3 separate regions of the Mus musculus genome follow, and all the other regions are linked to region 1. The links are chromatin contacts, called in public HiChIP or PLAC-seq and promoter capture Hi-C maps. All regions are on one chromosome and are shown on one strand. Each heading gives the region's core, a stretch centred on a gene start, on an enhancer-like site or on the middle of the called end of the contact. The rest is flanking DNA. Distances are from core to core; before and after follow the strand shown.

The links. HiChIP or PLAC-seq counts read pairs in DNA pulled down with a chosen protein or histone mark. Capture Hi-C pulls out chosen DNA fragments and counts their contacts.
Region 2: a contact with region 1 is called in an H3K27ac HiChIP or PLAC-seq map of embryonic stem cells, with 13 read pairs. The contact joins the promoter of Chchd2 here to the enhancer-like site in region 1. A contact is called at or near these places in 3 of 39 promoter capture datasets (HPC-7-derived erythroid cells, macrophages and neutrophils), 1 of 15 datasets of contacts at CTCF or cohesin (the NIH/3T3 cell line), 1 of 484 Hi-C or Micro-C datasets (the Patski cell line), 3 of 115 datasets of contacts at active chromatin or transcription factors (the SCID.adh cell line, bone marrow-derived macrophages and embryonic stem cells) and 3 of 9 other capture datasets (adipose tissue, liver and pancreatic islet).
Region 3: a contact with region 1 is called in a promoter capture Hi-C map of adipose tissue. The contact joins two enhancer-like sites. A contact is called at or near these places in 2 of 484 Hi-C or Micro-C datasets (liver and nephron progenitors), 2 of 115 datasets of contacts at active chromatin or transcription factors (both in embryonic stem cells) and 3 of 9 other capture datasets (adipose tissue, liver and pancreatic islet).

The regions. Positions count from the first base shown.
Region 1 is chr5:129,964,285-129,967,300 of GRCm38.p6, reverse strand. The region is part of intron 1 of Vkorc1l1 (vitamin K epoxide reductase complex, subunit 1-like 1); the gene reads right to left. Among named protein-coding and RNA genes, the nearest start is that of Vkorc1l1, 24 kb to the right of the region's middle. Within about 2 kb of position 1,425, at least 26 of the 459 cell types and tissues checked have an H3K27ac peak or open chromatin away from gene starts, as enhancers often do. A contact at or near this core is called in adipose tissue, bone marrow-derived macrophages, embryonic stem cells and 1 more, where this site is marked.
Region 2 is chr5:129,885,951-129,888,991 of GRCm38.p6, reverse strand. It overlaps Chchd2 (coiled-coil-helix-coiled-coil-helix domain containing 2), which reads left to right and starts at 1,522. Exons shown (of 4, transcript NM_024166.6): 1 at 1,522-1,794. The coding sequence starts at 1,745.
Region 3 is chr5:130,043,025-130,046,131 of GRCm38.p6, reverse strand. All of the region lies in intron 4 of Crcp (calcitonin gene-related peptide-receptor component protein), which reads right to left. Among named protein-coding and RNA genes, the nearest start is that of Crcp, 15 kb to the right of the region's middle. Within about 2 kb of position 1,796, at least 46 of the 459 cell types and tissues checked have an H3K27ac peak or open chromatin away from gene starts, as enhancers often do. A contact at or near this core is called in adipose tissue, where this site is marked.

The sequences.
Region 1 (3,016 bases), core at 176-2,675:
CAATCTAAAGCAACAAAAGCTAAGTAGTAAAGTTCTTGCTTGGAACGAGGCCCTGGCTGTGTCTTGGTGTGGTCACCTTTCTTTCTGCTGAGCTTCTTGGAATGGGTGCGTCGGAAGTTTCCCTTCTCTTAATCCTTTCAGGGGCTCCAGATGCACGTTAGATTGCTTTTGACTTAAACTGTTGCCCCTGGTACAGTGCCTGATGAGTTATTACTATTTCCAGTTTTCTAACTTCCATTTCTGCTTAAATTGTTACATCTTTATAGATGCCTTCCTCATCTGTGTTCTTTACCATCTCTAAATGCTTTTTTGAATAAAATATACATTTTTACCTCCATTTCTTCTACCTTCTCAAACAAACAAACAAACAAACAAACCCATTAATTGTTTCAAGGTCTTTCTCCAGTGTGTTATCTCAGAGACTGTTTTTTCTCCTCATTTGAAGCACTTCCCTGGTTCTTTCTGTGCTTGGTAATTTTGAATGCTAAAATACCGCTTTCTCTTTTTCGTTCGAGGTTTTTTGTTTTGGCACACAGTGTTAAGCTGCTTGGGATCAGCCTTCAAAATTGCTTCTGTACTGAGAGGGTGGGTGCAGCACAACCTTTAATTAGGGCTGAGTTAGCCTCACCCCAGGGCCATGCATACCCTTTGATGGCCTGCAAACACTCCAGCTAGTAGGAACAATCTATGTCCAACTCTGTGTGAGGTCCTGGATCACTTTGCCTAAGGCTTTCCCAGTGCTGAAGTACTCCCTCTCAAACAAGTTCAGATCAGTGCTAGACCTAGACCCTCTGCCTGTCTAGAGTTCTTTATATCTTTTTCACTTAGGTAATCTACTCCCAAATTTTCTTCCTTCTCTCCTACTCTAGCCAACTTTTATGTCTAGCTTCCCAACCAAGTTAAGACCATCAACTTTATTTGGGGTCCTTTAATTCATTCTGCAGCCTGCAAACTTCTATATGAACTGACAACCCAAGAGCTCAGGTTTGCTTCTTTCTCTGAGAAATCTCTGCTCAGTATTACCCAGTACCTACAAACGGCTATCTTGTATGCTTACTGGTTTCTTTTTCTTTTAGTGTTGAGGACAGGACTAAGGATTGCATTGCCTAGGCAGTACACTATATATACACTGAGCCAGTTGTCTGGGCTTGGTGGCTCTGGCCCAAGTAGGGAACTCACTACCCTCACAGTTGCTCACCATAACACCTGGCTTGTTCTTTGAGATAGTCTCACTGTAGCAGACTAGCCTCCAGTTTGAGAGGTTCTTCCGCTCTCACCCTTCCAAGTGTTGGCATTACAGGACAAGGCCACTATGCCCAGCTAGTTTTCTGGTTTCTTTTCTTTCCTCTTTCCTACTTCTTTACAGGGAGAGGCAGCGACGTGGGTGTCAGAGGACAATTTGCAGAAGTCAGTTCTCCACTTTGAACATGTGAGTCCCAGGAACTGAACTTAGGTCATCAGATACCTTTACTCCCTGAGCCACCCATCTCACCAGCCCTGTTTGCTGCTTTCTTAAGGTAGCAAAGTATGATGAGTACGGTCAACATCCCAGGATTTAGACTTTCCTGGAAGATGGGCCCCTGAGCATGCCCGTAAGGGATCCTCTTGGTTATGTGGATTGGTGTGTAAAGACCCATTTTAACTGGAGGTTGGACTAGTCCTTGATCTATATAAAATGGGGAGAATAAACTGAACTCGGGCATTCATTACTCTCTGGCTGCAGACAAAGCATCCCTGATGTTTCAAGTTCCTGCAGACTATAAGCTAGAATAAACCCTTTCTCCCTTAAGTCACTTTTGTCAGGATGTCTTGGCACCACAACAGTTTTCCTTCTGGAAACTAAGCCAGGGGGTTAGATTCAGCCCTAGTTTTTCTGCTCTTGCTAGATAGAATATTGCAAGTCAAATGGTGATGCCTTCGGTTCACATCTAAAGCCTTTGTCTTACTCAGCCCAATGCACCCTCTTTGTAATGTCCAAGCAATGAGTTCCCTCCTTTCTCCTGACATTTGCTCCACTTTCATGTCTAATACTGAACTCTCTCCTTCATAGTGCCTTAGTGCCTTGGATTTCTTCACTTAGCAACAGCACAGAGAAGAAAAACAAACTTTAGAATGTAATCAATTAGTTTTTTAAAAAATCAAGTCTATCCTTTTTACTATATACATAACCAGAAAAATAACCAGAAGTTAATTCCTTTCCAATGTTAAGATGACCTGTTCTGGGTATTTTAATTGTTATTGTTTTATTTATTTTGACACAGTTTCTTTGTGTAGTCTGGTTGTCCTAGAACTCTTTTTTGTGGACCAGGATGACTTCAAACTCAGAGATCCACCTGCCTCTGCTACAGACCCACTGTTCTGGGGTTTTGTTTTTGGTTGAGTTTTTTTTTGTTGTTTGTTTTTAATGTACAGAAGTGCTCTGACTTCAGACACAACAGAATCGGGCACTGGACCCTATTATAGATGGTTGTGAGCCACCATGTGGTTGCTGGGAATTGAACTCAGGGCCTCTGGAAGAGCTTCTGAGCCATCTCTCTAGCCCCTGGTCCCCCTCCCCTCATTCTAATGATGCACAGCCCTCCAATAAGCCTCAGTCTTTAACTGTTTCCTTTGTTTCCATACCCATCCATAAACCCTGCCATAGCAAGGCTTGGGGGTGCATGCCTATAAATTCTAGCGCTCAGGAGGCTGAGGCAAGAAGACCACAACTTGAGGCCAGAAAGGACTACATAGTGATATGATATTGCATAAAACCCAATTTAAAAAACAAAACAAAACAAAAACACTAACCAAAGCCAGACTTACCTACCATAAACAATTCACAGGAATTGCAGTGAATACTGCAGAGGGAGTTAGAAGAGTGGTCTTAAAGTAGTATTAAAAGCCACTTTTTTCCAGGTCAGACATTCAGAAATCATCAAATATGAAGCAATAACCCTGGCATAAAAGATTGTGTAGGGAGAAAGAAGTTGATATTGAGGATAGGCCCAAAGCTGGATAAGCCCAGAGGAAAAAT
Region 2 (3,041 bases), core at 273-2,772, 78 kb after region 1:
AACAATGGGGCAAGTTCTCTATTTTTCACTCTCTCTCAAGATCTTTCATGGTTTTCCTCTGGACAGACAGGTGCACATCCTTGGGACAGGCTGATAACTCTTTGACTTCCATTGTCCTTGTCACAGATAGTTCCCCAGGGGTAACAGAGCTGAAAATGGTTTTCACGGACTGTCACCAGTGATCGCTTTCCCACTGCCACAGAACAACTATGATAAGATCTCCTTTCATACACAGTGCCTGACAAGGTGGCAGAGGAAAACTCTTCCCCCATTCCCCTGGGCATTTGGTGGGGAGGAGAGTCCCCTGTTTCTCCATCAGATGGCCTACTGCTACTCTGTAGGACTATATGACCTCATGGGCAATGTGTAGGAATGGTCTTCATCCACATTACGAGGACAAGAGTGTTTTCCAGGAAGCATCATGGATTGACACTGCAGATATCTCTGCCAATCAATGGGCTCAGGTCACCAACATCCTCTGTGGTGAGAGCTTATGGGACCACAAGCCTCTGTGGCCACAGTTGAGGAGACTTCTAGATTCAATGATTCTCAACTTTCCTAATGCTGCAACCCTTTTATACAGTTCTGGATACTGGAATGTGGGCATCTCTGCATTTGAGCAGTCTTACGTGGAAAAGAGCAGTAACTCAGTCCCTAAATCACAGTCTGAAACCCACAGGTTGAGGACAACAGCTTTAGAGGCCTGTTCTTTGATATGCAGATGATCTTACTGGCTAGTATTAAGTCAGGATGGTCTTCTTTTATTATGGAAATAGCGCTTAATTGAAGACGAGCCTTGGTAAATATGAGCAGAAAATTTCTCTGCAACAGAAACTTGAATTATGTACAGAATTTTCTTTCTCATAGTTTCTTTTTTTTTTAAGATTTATTTATTTATTATATGTAAGTACACTGTAGTTGTCTTCAGACACACCAGAAGAGGGTGTCAAATCTCGTTATGGGTGGTTGTGAGCCACTTTGTGGTTGCTGGGATTTGAACTCCGGATCTTTTGAAGAGCAGTCAGTGCTCTTCTCCGCTGAGCCATCTCATCAGCCCCTTTTTCATAGTTTCTAATAAGCTCGGCTAGTTCACTATCTTCCAGACATGTTGGGAGCAGAGCTCCTTTAGCGAAATTCTGCTTATGTAATTTAATATTTCCAAACACGTTTATTAGTAAATTCTTTATAACAGAAAAACAGAGTTTTTCCTGCGTGACCAGTACTAGGAGGCTGAGACGTGAGAACAGCGAGATCCAAGGCAACATCCGTTACCGGAGGCATTGTCCCAAAACAAAACAGAGAAGGGTTAAGTAAACAGCCCAAGAGCAGACCCCAGTAAGCCCCTAATCCAGTTTACTTGAGAGGCTAAGGCAGGAGACAGTGAAAATCAAGGTCAGTCAGGTTGTGGAGTAGGCCAGCCGGCCATCGGAAGCAAAAACCTAACCTCCACCATTGAATCGGAGGACAAAATTTGAGAGTGCAACCCCAGGAACTTCCGGTTAGCCTTAGCTCCTCCTCGCCAACTTCGTAACTTCCGGGCCTAGGACGCTGAGTCCAGGCTCTGCCCATTACTGATATCTCCTTTGTCCAATAACCTTTAGCGCCCGAGCTTTTCCTGATTTCTTATTGGTTGCCCGGTGAGGTACCGCCTCCACCCTTCCTCTCTCCTTGGTAGAAATTGCTGGACGCTTCTGTACGTTTCGCAGTTTGTCTTCGCTGATCGGTGAGACTTCGAGCAGTTAGGATGCCGCGTGGAAGCCGAAGCCGCACTTCCCGGGTGACTCCTCCGGCCAGGTGAGACCCTCGGGGCCGGGAACCGAGCGCGGGCCGCCAGGGCAAGGTTCTGTAGCCTGAGGGCTGCGAAGGCGACCGGTGAAGAGACGGAGCGAGCGGTCGGGAAGGGATCCGCTGGTGGGGCGGACTTCCTGAGAACAGGGACATGGTCGGTGCACTCGGGGAGAGGACTCTGAAACGTGACCTTTTCCCTAGACAGGCTGGGGGAAGGGCTGTCGAGGGCGTAGTATACAAGGAGGCGAGGAAAGAAAGATGCGTGGTAAACTCTTGGCCAGGGGTGGGGGTGGGGTGGTTTTTGTATTTTCTTTGTTCTACTCACTGCGTTTTTGAGTCTCAGGTTAGCCTTGAACTTTATGGCCTCGCTTGGCCTTCCTTGATTTTCCTGACTCCGCTTCCTTAGGGCTGGGATTGCCGGCTTTAAAGATTTTCTTTTCTTTTATTTATTTATTTTTTTAAGGAAAAAGAAACAAAGAAAATTGCGGGCTGTGTGTAGAGGGCCGAAAATTTAAAGCTATGTCTTTCCATCACTTGGGTCCAAGATGTCTACCATTTTGTGGTAAACGATCTATTGAGCTACCTTGCCGGCCGACCTAAAAAACAAATAGGAAATTGTTGACACCCCTCCCCCCAGTCCAGATTCTGAGGTCCCTCCTTGGGGTAATAAAATCGTAGAAAACTAAAATTGTGCTCATACTGGGAGTGAACCTCGGGAGTGCATGTTGTAGCGCATGCGTCATCTGTCATCAAGATAGTCCCTTGTGCCTCCTTCTCCCGGAAGGCAAGCGGGGGTTGCAACCAGTTCAAGGCTAGCAAGGCTACCCATAGAGAGATTCCTGTCCAGAACCCCCCCAAAAATATGAGTCAAAGTTGCAGCTCAGGCAGGTCACTTTCCCTAGATTTTTCTTTTTGGATTGGCGTGGTGGTTTGTTGTTTCCTTGAAAGGGGTTTTCACTATGGCCCTGGCTGGCCTTGAACTCCAAAGAGGCTGCCCGCCTCTGCCTCCCAAGGACTGGGATTAAAGGTATGGGCTACCAGACCTTGCCCACGGCACCCTAACCCGGCCCCCACTTTTTTTTTTTTTTTTAAGATTTTTTTTTTCTTAGTTTATTTTATGGGCTGGCGAGATGGCTCAGCAGGTAAGAGCACTGACTGTTCTTTGGAAGGTCCTGAGTTCAAGTCCTGGCAATCACATGGTGGCTCACAACCATCTGTAATGAGGTCAGATGCCCTCTTCTGGGGTGTCTGAA
Region 3 (3,107 bases), core at 547-3,046, 78 kb before region 1:
CCTCTTAGGGATTTCCTCAGACAAACGGCACAATCTCAAGAGCTACTACAAGCTTTGATGGAGAAATTCATGTTTCCGAGTTTTGTGAGCTGAGCTTCAGACCTCTGTAGCCATGTGCCCCTCCCCCTGCCACGTCTCCACGTAGATGCACCAGATGCTTTGAAACCAGCACATCTAAAACTACTGTGACTACTCTTTCCAGCACACTAGCTCCTCACTCTACTTCTAGTCTACAAGGACCTAGAGTCAGAAATCTGGGCACCACCCCTCACCTCTCACCCACTTGCAAGACTCAGCTCCCGGGCACCTGTATTTATGTGCCCTTCTCACCACTACCTTGAGTCTTGGTAACAGGACAGCAGCTCCACCCTCTGGACCCTTCCACTTTTCAGTACAAGCAAAACATCTCTTACAAGACTGAAAGCGTGTGACTGGAGAGATGGCTCCTTAAGTAAGAGCTATTGCAGAGGATCCAGGTTCGGTTCCCAGTGCGTGCATGAAGGCTACTGTCTATAACTCCTACTTCCAAGGACCTGACTGAAACCCTCCTCTTCCCGCCATGGACACCAGACAATACACTTACATACACGCATGCTATTCCCAGGAAGTCCAGAAGGTACAAATCCTCTGGGGACTAGGAACTTAGCCCAGGTCCTCAGCAAGAGCTACAAGTACTCTCAACCTCTGTCCAATCTTTCCAGCCAGGGTCCTCCCAAAGGTCTTGGTATGAAGTTGAATTTTTCTAGTTCATCCCCAAGAATCCTCTGAACTCTGCCCTTCAGAAGTCTATCTTCAAATGTCTTCATTTCATGAAACGATCACAAACTACAGACTGACACAGAAAAGCCTCAGGCCAATCCCCAACTGCAGACTTTGCCTAGCAAGCAGCACTTCCTCAGCAGCACCCGAGCCTCCCTTCATCTGACCATGAACAAAACAGTACCCCTAACCTGACACCCAGTGCCTCTCCACTACGTCCCCTCCACCTCAGCGCTGAGAGAGTCAGGCTGGCACAGCGCAAGTGTAATCTGAAGGGCAAGCTAAAGGAAGGGAAGGGAAGCCCTGGCTTGTAAGAGAAGTGTAGGGGAACTGTGAGGAGGGAAGAAGCAGGCTTTTCTCTTCTGAGAGCAGATCTGGGAAGACAGCTAGGGAAACCTGAGACTCTACCATCTGTACTTGAGCTTGGCTGGTCTGAGGTCCATGTCCTAAAAACATGGTGTCAAACCCCTGGAGCAATGTGTGCAGAACAGAAGATGCTCGGTATGACTGCAGAGCTCACTGGGCTGGCCTGCGAGAGCAAGGGTCATTCTACATAGCTGTGTGCCTTACAGGGGTGATCTCAGGATAGGAACGGAGGCTACTAGTCGGATACTGAGAAGCAAAGAGTGCAGGGCGAATCTAAAATATTCAAGAATCAGTTTTGGGTGGAGACTCGGGTAACACACTAAATACAAAATTACTTAACACCCAGTGCCAGAGTGACTCGGAGTTGATCTCCAACTGTATTATGATGAAATCTACCAAGTCAATAAATCACGGCTCCTGGCCTGCCCCCACGGACTCCAGCGGGGAAGATAACTACACAAAGTAATAAGCCCTGGAGCAAAACAGAAGATGATTTCAAGATCAAATAAAGACGTAAAGAACATGCCAGCAGTTCCTCTGTTAAACACGGTTTCTGTCTTAAAATACACTGGCCATCTTAGCTGGCATGCAGCCCCTTCACCAGCCACACAGGCCAAGAGGTAGAAGCCAGCCACCGTGAAAAAAGCTTGCTGGGTCCCTCTCCTGGCCATTGTGCAGCACTGCCAGGAGCTCTTGCCCAATATTATTTAAAAGGTTACATAAGCCTTGATAAATAATTAGTCTGAAGGCAGCAAAAGGGGAAGGGAGCCAATAATCCTCTGATTACTGAAGTGTGCTTTATTCCTATGTAGATTACAACCAATTTTGAATCAATTTGCAAGACAGTTCCTATTTTATAGGCTTCTTCGTCCCTTTCTCCAACTCCCCCCACTCTTGGGGGGTGGGAGGGAATACCGGTGAAGGAACCCAGAGCCTTAGCCATGCCAAGCAGTTCTCCACCATGGAAAGGACACAGGGACCATATCCAGATAGTTCACACAAACACCTGAGAAAGGACTTGAAAATCAATCATGAGAAGGCTCAGGGGTTCAGAGAGGGCACTGCTCTTGCAAAGAACCCAAGTTCAGTTCTCTGAACTCAGGTCAGACAGTTCACAACCACTTGTAACTCCAGCTCCCGGGAGCCCTTGCCTCTGGCCTCCTGGGCCATCTGCACTAACCTGAACTTCTCCACATACAGACATTTGCATAATTACAATAATTTTTAAAAGGAACTGCCATAGTCAGTGATAACCATGAAAACCCTCAGAGGTTTGGCTACACTCTACAAAACAAGAGCCACCTTAACAGAGGCTTCTCATAGGATTGCCAGCCTAAACTATCTGAATATAATATGCAAAAGGCCCAAGATACAATTTACAAAGTTATTTCAACCAGGAAAATATGACTTATTTTCAAAGGAAATGGAGAGATAGCAAACTCATGCTAACAAGGATCTTAGAATTATCAAAGATACTACTACAACATGAAACTAAAGTAAGCTGTCGTGAAATGAATGGACAACCAGGAGTTCTAGCAAAACGGAGTCATTCAAAAAAGGGAGGGGAGGGGATGAAGGCCGCAGAGGGGGCGCTGGAAAGATGGTTCAGTGGTTAGGTAAGAGTACTGGCCACTCTGCAGTGGACCAGGGTTTAGATCTCAGCACCCACATTAAGCAGCTCACACACCCCTGGACTCTAGCTCCAAAGGATCTGATGTCCTCTTGTGGCCTCCAAGGGCAACACACACACACACAGACACACACACACACACACACCCCTGGAACTCTAGCTCCAAAGGATCTGATGTCCTCTTGTGGCCTCCAAGGGCAACACACACAGGATTTAGATTTTTGTGTTCAGCGTTCTTTAGAGAACAGAGGCAGAGAAGTGAGCTTAATACTGTGTGAGCTATGGTCATCCTGAGCAATAGGACAAAGCTTCCGGAGAGCTGGACCAGCGATATCCACCTAGCATGTGCGAG